2 separate regions of the Mus musculus genome follow, and region 2 is linked to region 1. The links are chromatin contacts, called in public promoter capture Hi-C maps. All regions are on one chromosome and are shown on one strand. The core of a region is the stretch at or near the end of the contact, and the rest is flanking DNA. Distances in the headings are between cores, read along the strand shown. Region 1 holds the start of Wdr20 (WD repeat domain 20). Region 2 holds the start of Brf1 (BRF1, RNA polymerase III transcription initiation factor 90 kDa subunit).

Region 1 (4,810 bases), core at 1,570-4,069:
ACATATGTGCAGGTACCCGAAGAAGTTTGAAGAGGGCTTTGAAGGTGCTGGTGCTACAAGCACAGGTGTTTGTGAGCTGCCGAAGTGAGAGCTGGGGTCTAGGCTCAGAAGAACACCAGGCACTCTTTAACTACTGAGCCGTCTTCCAGGCCCCACGAATTTAACTTTTAAGCATACTGTATGCCCTATGAATTTAACTTTTTCTTTTTAAGATTTATTTATTTATTTATTATATGTAAGTACACTGTAGCTGTCTTCAAACACACCAGAAGAGGGAGTCAGATCTCCTTAAGGATGGTTGTGAGCCACCATGTGGTTGCTGGGATTTGAACTAAGTAAGGACCTTCAGAAGATTGGGTGCTCTTACACGCTGAGCCATCTCACCAGCCCCCGAATTTAACTTTTAAGCATACTGTATTTTTACATCATCATTATTTCTGTTTGGTTTTTCGAATTGCGAGTGTTTTTTGTCCTAGCTGGCCTGAAACTCTATAGAGGGCAGGCTGGTCTTGAACTCACAGAGATCCACCTGTCAAGGTACATGCTATCATACACACCTGGTTTGATTTTTTTTTTTTCCTTATGAGAGGACCCCACCATATAGCCCATGCTTGCCTCAAAAGTGATAATTGTAGCACAGGTTGGCCCTGAACTTACCAACTATAGTCCTGGCTGGCCACAAAAATCACAATTTGAGTGCTAGGATTGCAAGTATGCACAACCATGGTAGGGTCTAATTACAATTTTTCTAAGATTTCTTTTATTTTTTAAACTTATTTGTGTAAGCTGTAAGTGGGTCTCCAGAACCCAGAAAAGGACATCCAATTCCCTGGAGCTGGGGTTACAGGTAGCTGTGAGCAGCCTAACATGGGTTTTAGGAACTGAACTGGAGTCCTCTGCAAGAACAGTACAGGTTCTTCACCGCTGAGCCTTTGCTCCAGCCCCCAAATGTAGGTGTTGATAATATAAGCTTACATTTATTTCCAGAGAAAAATCTGGTATTTCAGTCAGAGCAGGAATGTTGAGACGGCAGTTCCTCTCAATGCTTGCTTTAACTCTAATTTACATCTCCTGAGTGTGTCAGGACTCTAATGGCCATCACAGCTATTACGAATTATAACATGTGCACTGCAGCCTCCCTTTTTAAAGAAGTGCAAAGGAAAGTTTCCCAGGTATCCAAGGTCAGCCAGCAGTGAGTCAGTAACAGGGTTGGGAACTGCACTAAAACTTCAGTTCCTACTCTTCAAACCACTGGATACTTTCCCAACCCCGAGAGAGGAGAGTCAACCAGCTATTTCCAAACGCTTCGGGAGTTCACTGACAAGAATAAAGACAAGTCAGAAGATTCACCTTGGACCAAAGAAACAAGCTTACGTTTGCACACCATCATTCCTTCCCTTGTCCTCCTAACCGTACAGTGCAACATAAACAGCAGCTGACTTTGGATATAGCCATCCCTGGGAACACGTCCTCTTCAATATGGACAACGTACTTTCCCACTAACTGAACATTTATAAGTGAATCTTCCATCACCTTGTCACATTCCGTTGGAGGTGCTATGGAGTGCATACATTTCCTTACTCTCTCAATGGTCAAAAGTTAAAATAAGCAATTCTTGCCAGTGACCAAAAAATAAAAAAATAAAATAAAATAAAAGCGCCAATAAATTGCTGCTTTTAACGAGACATTTTAAAACTCGATTGCATGCGTCACAGAATTACTGTTAAGTTCTTGGCTGGTTACTTTAAAGTAGCATTTAAGGCCTATCCCTCCCTGTTTGGGACATAGCCTGACTCGTTAGACAAGATAAATCTAGGCACGCTCACACACAACACCTCTGAAGCAACTTAGCCTATTTGAAAACATAATTCCAACCTCCCTAGTCTTGAGTACTCAGCCCTCTTACACTGCAAGGGACAGAATGACCCTCTTCAAAAACCTTTCGGGAGACGGTTCCCTCCGCGGAGACAATGACAGGCGACCTCCCGGAAAGGTTTTTGGAAACAGTGCTGACACCAGGAGAAGTGTCAGTGCGGCAGCAGGTGGAGTAGCCCTGCGTGCCGAGCAGGTCCTTTCTGACCTAGTCTCCAAGTCCTCCGCCTCCCTGTCCCGGTTCCGCCTTACGGACCTTTCCAAGCCGCCTCGCGTCCCGGTTCTCTCACCCAGGGCAGGACTCTCGAGCCTCCCGGGAAGCGAGGCCACCTAAAACGGCCGCCGCACCTCTTCCGGGGACTCGCAGGCCCGCTCCCGGGCGGGATCGGAACCTGACAGACCCCGCCGGGGGAGGAGGCGACCGGCTACTCCCGGGGCATCTCCGCGACCCGGCTCCAGAGCCCCCTCCTCCCCTAGGAGGCAGCGCTGCCGCCGGCGCCTCACTCCCGAAGCCCCCTCTCCTCCGGAGCACCTCAGCGGAGTTACCGGCCCACTCAAAAGTACAAGTGCCGGCCGCCCCCACCGGTCACCCCGGCCTCGCTGTCACCGCCCAGCTCCCGGCCTCGGCCCGCGCCGCCGGCGCGCCCCCGGTGACGCCCGGGTCGGTACCTTGCGGACCCCCTTGTAGATATAGAAGTAGAGCTCCCGGCCCACATTGAAGCAGAGGCGGTCGCCGTTGCCAGACTGGTCGTTGAGGTTTACGAAGGAGACGCGGACAGGGTTGGATCCCTGCGAGTTGAAGGGCACCCGGTTGGGCCGGCTGTACTCCGAGTGCTGCAGCAGCTTGTACAGACCTTCCCGGGTGGTGAATTGGGTCTTAATCTCGTTCATCTCCTTCCCTCCTCCCTCCGTCGCCATCTTGGAAAGCAGCGTTCATCCTGCCCTAAGTGCCCGGATCACGCCCACCGCGCAGGCGCCGTCCTCGGCCGCTCGCTTTCTCCACTCCCCACCCCCTTCTCCGCGGCCCCGCCCACTGGCGAGCCAGCCCCCACGAAGGCGGGCCGAAGCGAAGGGGGCGGGCTAGTTTTTAATGGTCCAACTGCGCACGCGCGCTCACCTGGCGCGCTCCACCCGGAGGGGCGTGCGCAAGCTCCTCCCCTGGGTGCCGCCCTCCTGGTGCGGGTCGAAGCGAGCGCGCTGAGCGTTGGTGCGGGGCTCCTGTCTCGCTCTGCAGCTTCGCTGAGGGACCCGATCCCTAAGAGACGCCACCGCGTTGGCCTTGGCCAGCTGGTGGTCCCGGCAGAGCCTGAGGCGAGCAGTGAAGTCCGGTGTTTGGACGTGTATGTCCCAGCTGTCCGCGATCCTCCCTGGGAAGCTAGGGAGGACTCCGACGGTCCGCTTGGGTGCGGGGTACCGATGCCTGGTGACAAGCCCCTCTACGTCTCACAGAAGATATCGATGGATTGGGCTTTATTACAGCTCAGGGTTTGGTTTGGTTTGGTTTGGTTGGGTTGGGTTGGGTTTTGTAGGCGGGGTGGGAAGAACCGCATGAATGTACAGGACTTGTGTTTTCAAGTCTCACCTGAAACCTTCCTGGTGAGCATTGGCTTGTTCTTGAGAAAGTAGGTTCTGTCGGAACTTCTGTCTCCTGTGCCTCTTAATAAAGGTTAAGCTAATTGATTTTCTTAAAGCCTCAAACGGAACCTGAAGTTGTTTGCCAGGAGAACCATCGAGTTGTGCTGAATATCCTGTACAAAGTATTAGGTGAAGGCAAGCGCACACATTAAAGTAGGACCTAACAGTCACCATTTGATGCTTCGATTTCTGGGTGTGTGCACTGGAATACAAAGGCTTCTAAAGTGATAAACGTTAAAATAGAATTCTAGAGCGGAGAAAATGTTACACGAAGAATGACCTATCCCTGAGAAATCCTGTCTGTAGAGCGAGCCCAGTACACTGTGGGCACCTGTGCTTCCAGACAGAAGGAATGCCTGAGCCCGGAGCTGGGAGGCTGCTACCCGAGCCCACAGACCGAGACTCCAACCTCACAAAAATTAATTGTACACAAGGGGGAGTGTTCTAAAGAAGTATAAATCATAGCCATTTTATGTAGTGGGAAGCAAGTACAGACACAGTAGAAACTGTGCCAGTGATGTAATAAGGCATTTGACTAACATCCTGTAGAACTGGCAAAAGAAAAAAAAAAAAGCACTACAGTAAATCCTTTTTTTGTTGTTTTTGTTTTTGATACTGTATTTCACTAAATAGCCCTGGCTGTCCTGGAACTCAACCAGAGATTAGGCTCCAACTCAGAAATCCATCTGTCTTTAACTACCAAGTGCTGGGCTTAATGGCATGAACCACACACCCAGCTTTAAAATCCTTTTTTTTTTTTTTTTTTGGTGGTTTTTTTTTTTTTCTTTTGGTGTTTTTTTGAGTTCTGGATCAAAGGCATGTGCCACCATCACCTGACTTTAAAAGTCTTCTTAATACATCCCTAGAATGCACTTTAAATTTCATTTTGTTGTTATTTGTCTTTTCCTATGAATGCAAATTTGTCTTTTCCATAAAATGCAAATATGGATCACAACTCTTAAAAATACTAGGGGGTGTTCAGTGGATAATCCCAAGCTCCCATAGCTATGCTATTTTGTACCAAAAACATGTTTATAATGGTCATCTTGAAGGATAAATAACAGCCTGAATTATCTAAAAAGAATTCAGTTTGAATTTCTAGTTAATGGGGGAAAATATACTTTGGGAGGGGACACCTCAGCCAGCAAAAACTGAAAAAAAAGTATATTGACCTTCAACCATAATATTAAATTTCCCATGAGACCAATATACTACTGAGTATGATGACATATGCTTTAATTTCAGCATTTAGGAGGGCGAGACAGATAGACATTAAGGCTGTCCTGAGTACTACACAGCCCAC
Region 2 (4,810 bases), core at 624-3,123, 2.3 Mb before region 1:
GGTACCCCCAGCTCTGAGCTATGTTTTCTCTCTACACAATGGCATTCATGAGTGATAAGCTCACCTTTTCATGTTTATCCCCTGCAGAGCAAGATATTCTTGCTCTTTAAGACTCAGATTGGGTGAGCCTTTTTCAAGATAGAATGGCAGGGAAGCATCCCCAGGCCCTCCAAAGAAGATAGGGCTCCACCTGGTTCCTCTGTAGGGGCTGAAGAACTTGCTGCTCTTCCCTTCTTAGCACTTGTCTTACTGCAATGTACATTGGGGTCACTGAGAAGGGACAAGGCTCAGGGGCATCTGTGAGGAGGTCTGAAGGACCCTGGTCCTCCACCTTGGGACTCTGACCATGGTTATCTCCTAAAGACACCAACTGTATAGGGAACCAGGAGCTCCTGTGAGTGCTTCACTCTGGGTTTCTGGAGTATTGCTTTGTTTTTGTTTTTTTTCCGGACATACCATTGGCTGTCCTGGACCTTTTGAGGCATTCAATGACATGTTGATTTGGGATCCCTTGGGGTGACTCGAGAGCACAGGAACTGTGCAGCACTCCAAATCCTTCAATTCCTTCATTTGCCATTTGACTTTAATATGTATTGTGCACATGATGGTGAGAGGGTACATGTGTGGAGGTCAAAAGAGAATTTTGTGGAGTAAATTCTCTCAGTCCGCCTTTACCAGAGTTCTTGGGATTGAACTCAAGCAAGGCAGACAGATTTGCTTGGCATTTACTTGACGAGCAATCTCACCAACCCTTCCTTTGCTATGTTTTGAGGAGATCCCTCCCAAGTTCTGTTTGTTTGTTTGTGACAGGGTTACTCTATGTATAAAACAGAGTCCTGGCTGGCCTCTAATTCACAGAGATTCACCTGCCCCTACCTCTGGAGTGCTGGGACTAAAGGTGTGCACCAACACAATCGGCTTTTTCCAAGTTGTTGTTCTTGTTCTTCTTCTAAATTGTGTTGATAACGCTGGTTTTGCAAGCTGATCAGAAGTCTGCATATTTACAATGCTTCCCTCTTAGTTTGAGCTCCTGTGGCATCCTGCAGTCTAATTTTGGAGTTTCTTACCTGTAGTAGTGCACAAGATTTGCTAAACTTCCCAAGGACTGACAGGTATGGCTGAGATTGTGAGCAGCGCCTGCGGATGCAGAGGGTTCTGTGTATGCTCTACTTTACCCAGAGCTCACTACCCTACTACCCAGACCCGTTACTGCCAGGAAATAGGAAGTCCTGCTGAGAACTCAGCGTTGAGGTGACCAACTGTGGTCCCAGAGACTGTTCACCCTGGGACTGAGGGATGGGGGATGAGGTGTCTGCAGCAGAGTCTGGGAGAACATTCCAGGTCCCTCTTAAACGCTGCCCCGCCGGCAGTCCTTGATCCTGCCCTCTAGGGCTTGCTGACTCCCCAAGTTACTCCCACTACATCCAGCCCAGGACGCTCCCAAAGCCTATTGTGCCAATCAGTGCAGGCTCCACGGGCCGGGCCTTGGCCGCACACAAGTTACCGCCCACAAACCCATCCCACTACTTTGTTTCCAGATTTCCTCTCTCAGACAATCGGCTCTCCTTCGGCTCCGCATACCGAAAGCTTCGTGGCCTCGGCGCCATCTACAGGCTCCTCCCATACTCGTCCCAGCTCCACCCACCGGCCTACTCCGGGCCCCGTCACTTTAAGCCTCGCCCCTGTCCCAGGCTCCTCCCTCAGCCCGCATTTCCTCCTAGGCTCCTCCCACGGCCCGAGTCGGGTCCCGGGCTGCGCTCCTCGCCCCGCCCCGCCCCGCCCCGCCCTTCTCGCCCGCCCTCCAGTCCCGCCCCGTTGTTGGCTTTTGGCCCGCGAGGCCTCCGGGTTCCAGGTTTGGAGCTTTGCTTCCGGCCGCCCGGAAGGTCGGCGGTTCGGTCCCAGCGTCCCAACGATTCTTGAGTTCCTTTATCGGTCCCGCGGGCGCGGCCGTTGCAGGCAGCGCGGCCCGCACGCGCTGGGCGAATCTGCCGCGACGAATCGGCAGGCGTGGCGCCGGCGGCCTCGCGAGAGTGCGGCGCAGACGGAGGCGGCGCGACGGGCCTTGCGGGCTGAGGGCCGCGGGCGGAGAGCGGACTGCTGAGCGGCTGGGGGGCCGGTGGGGCCCCGCGGCTCCACCATGACGGGCCGCGTCTGCCGCGGCTGCGGCGGCACGGACATCGAGTTGGATGCGGCGCGCGGCGATGCGGTGTGCACGGGCTGCGGCTCGGTGCTCGAGGACAACATCATCGTGTCCGAGGTGCAGTTCGTGGAGAACAGCGGCGGCGGCTCGTCGGCGGTCGGCCAGTTCGTGTCGCTGGACGGTGAGTTCTGCAGCTCGGGCGAGGGGGCCGGGCAGGGCTGCGTGTGCGAGGTCCGAGGGAGGAGTCGAGGCTGGCGGGGAAACTGAAGTAGGTCGTCCTGTGACAGACCGTGGGCAGTCGGACAGGGAAACTGAGGCAGGGCCGGGCCGGGAATCTGCAGCCAGGTCCCCTCCGAGTCCCGTACGCCGATGTAAACTCCGCGATCTGCCCGGTCCAAGCGTCGCGGTCCGGTCCAACGGAGGTCGTCGGGCTGGGTCCCGAAATCTGACAGGCACGGCTTTCAGGCTCGCAGGTTCCGTTTATCCGGTTGGCCACTCTAACAGGTGTCATTGCCCTAAGGGCTATGAAGAAGATGTGCCCAGCCTCAATTCTCTGCCCAGTCGCCTGAGTCCTTATCTTTTTAAAATAAGGGTTTGTTTCCTAACCGTTGAATGTCGAGTCTCTAGGTGAGTTATACTTCCAAGTCTTTCTTTGTATATCTGATTCTTGAGGCAAATGTTACTATTTTGACCAAAGGTTTTACATTTTGAAGCATTCCAATTTGTCGCCTTTTCTTTCTTGAGAGTTTCCTTTGTCACGAATCTAAGATGTCTTTGAGTCACCGCGTTTGTCTTCTAAAAGTTATTGTTTACACTTTTACGCAGTTTTGTTTTTATTTTCTGTAGACTGGGGATCTAGCCCAGGGACTCTGGCACACTAAACAGTTCCCAAATCCCTATGTCAGTGGAAGCCTAGTCCACATTTTTTGAGTTAAGCCTTGTGGAAAGTGGGATGTGCGGGCTGAGGCTCCTTTCTTGTCTGCGGAGGTACCATTTTCCACACATAGTTTGCTGAAAGGATTCCTTTTTTTTTTTTTACATGGAGTTACCATTGTTCCTTCCGCAGAGGTCATTGTCTGCCCCCCTGTGTGAGTCTGCTCCGGGTTCTGTAGTGCATTCAGCCTGACCTTTTGTTTACATTTAATGTTTTGCGATCAGAATTGTGAGCCATCCAGCTTTTGCCTTCCTCTATGGACTAGTGTATTTGTAATCTCTTTCCCTTGGACTGTATGTAACTGTATTTGCATATTTATATGTATTGTGTGTATGGAGCTGGAGCCCAGGTCTTGCTCATACTAAGCAAGTGCAGTGCCACTGAGCTCTCTATGTTCCTAGCTTTTTATGGTTTACTTTGAGTTAGGGTTTTGACAAGTTGTCCAGGCTGGCTTTGAACTTAATCAGTAACCCAGGCAAGCATTGAGCTTGCAGTCCTCCTGACTCAGCCTCTTAAGTAGTTGCAGTTATGAACCTGTACTACCAGACCCAACTTTTTGGGTTTTTTTTTGAGACAAGATGTTCCTGTGTAGACTGGTTGGCCTTGAACTTTTAGCAGCCTCCCCTGCCTCAGTTTCCTAAGTACTGGGATTACAAGCATGCACACCATGCCCTGTGCGGCTGAGGCTGTGTGTGTGGTGTGTGTGTGTGTGTGTGCACAGGCATACATGTATGTGTGGGCACATGAGTAAGGAGGCCCAAAGTTGGCATCAGGAACCCTCCTTGATAGTTCTCCACTTTACTGAGTCAGGGTCTCTTGCTGAACTTGGGGCTCCTGATTCCGGCTACTCTAGCTAACCAGGTTGGCCAAGGGATTACCACTCTCAGCCTCCCAACTGCTGGGGTTATAAGTGGCTAACACTCCTGACCTGCTTTTATGTGCATCCTGGGGATCTGCACAGCAAGCATTTACTCCACTGACCGACAGGACTGTCTCCCCAGCCCGTGCAGCAGATTGTTGAATCTGCTGTGAGTTCCAAAAGCAAGCTCACCTGAGGCATTGTCCTGGGGTATTGGCCTGTAGTTTAACATCTATCAGCCTTAGATGTCAAGGTAATGAATGTACTCCTGAAACAAGTGAGCTGTGTCCCTGCCTCCCCACCCCCCCTTACTTTCTGGAAGGGACTATATACAAACAATGCCCTCTGCGCTCTTTCTCTTTCCTAGTTTCACTATGTAACTTAAGCTGGCCTCGAACTCATGATGCTCCAGCTTCAGTCTCTACACAGCCGAGATTGTAGGCGTGTGCCTACCACTTCTTGCATCTGTTCTTACTTAAATATTAAGGTTTCTCTGTGTAGCTCTGGCTGTCCTGGAACTCAGAAATCCACCTGCCTCTGCCTCCCGAGTGCTGGGACTAAAGGCGTGCGCCACCACAGCCCGGCTTTTTTAACTTTTTTTTTTTTTCCAATATTAAGGTTTCTTTTTCAGCTTCTGTCATAGTAGTAGCTGTAGTTACATTTCAGATAGTCTCTGGCTTGTTCTTGGAATGGGTCATCTAGTTGTGGAATTCATGGAGTTAAGCAAGTAGTGTGCAACTGAGCTTTCTCCCTACCTAGCCCATGTTCTTTATGTCTGCAAGGGACTGTAGCAAAGCCCCTCCATTTCCTTTTGGATATTGGGGTATTGTATTTTTGCCTTTCTGGCTGGTTCACCAGTTTTGTGAATATTTCCAAA

What was found. Promoter capture Hi-C pulls out the DNA fragments that hold promoters and counts their contacts.
Region 2: a contact with region 1 is called in a promoter capture Hi-C map of cranial neural crest. The contact joins the promoter of Brf1 here to the promoter of Wdr20 in region 1. A contact is called at or near these places in 2 of 39 promoter capture datasets (cranial neural crest and liver).

Annotation. Positions count from the first base shown.
Region 1 is chr12:110,736,009-110,740,818 of GRCm38.p6, reverse strand. Wdr20 (WD repeat domain 20) reads right to left here and starts at 2,819. Exons shown (of 3, transcript NM_027149.4): 1 at 2,542-2,819. The coding sequence starts at 2,790.
Region 2 is chr12:112,997,684-113,002,493 of GRCm38.p6, reverse strand. Brf1 (BRF1, RNA polymerase III transcription initiation factor 90 kDa subunit) reads left to right here and starts at 1,873. Exons shown (of 18, transcript NM_028193.3): 1 at 1,873-2,321. The coding sequence starts at 2,138. 9230104M06Rik (a long non-coding RNA gene) reads right to left here and starts at 1,770. Exons shown (of 3, transcript XR_001780729.2): 1 at 1,582-1,770; 2 at 1,068-1,137.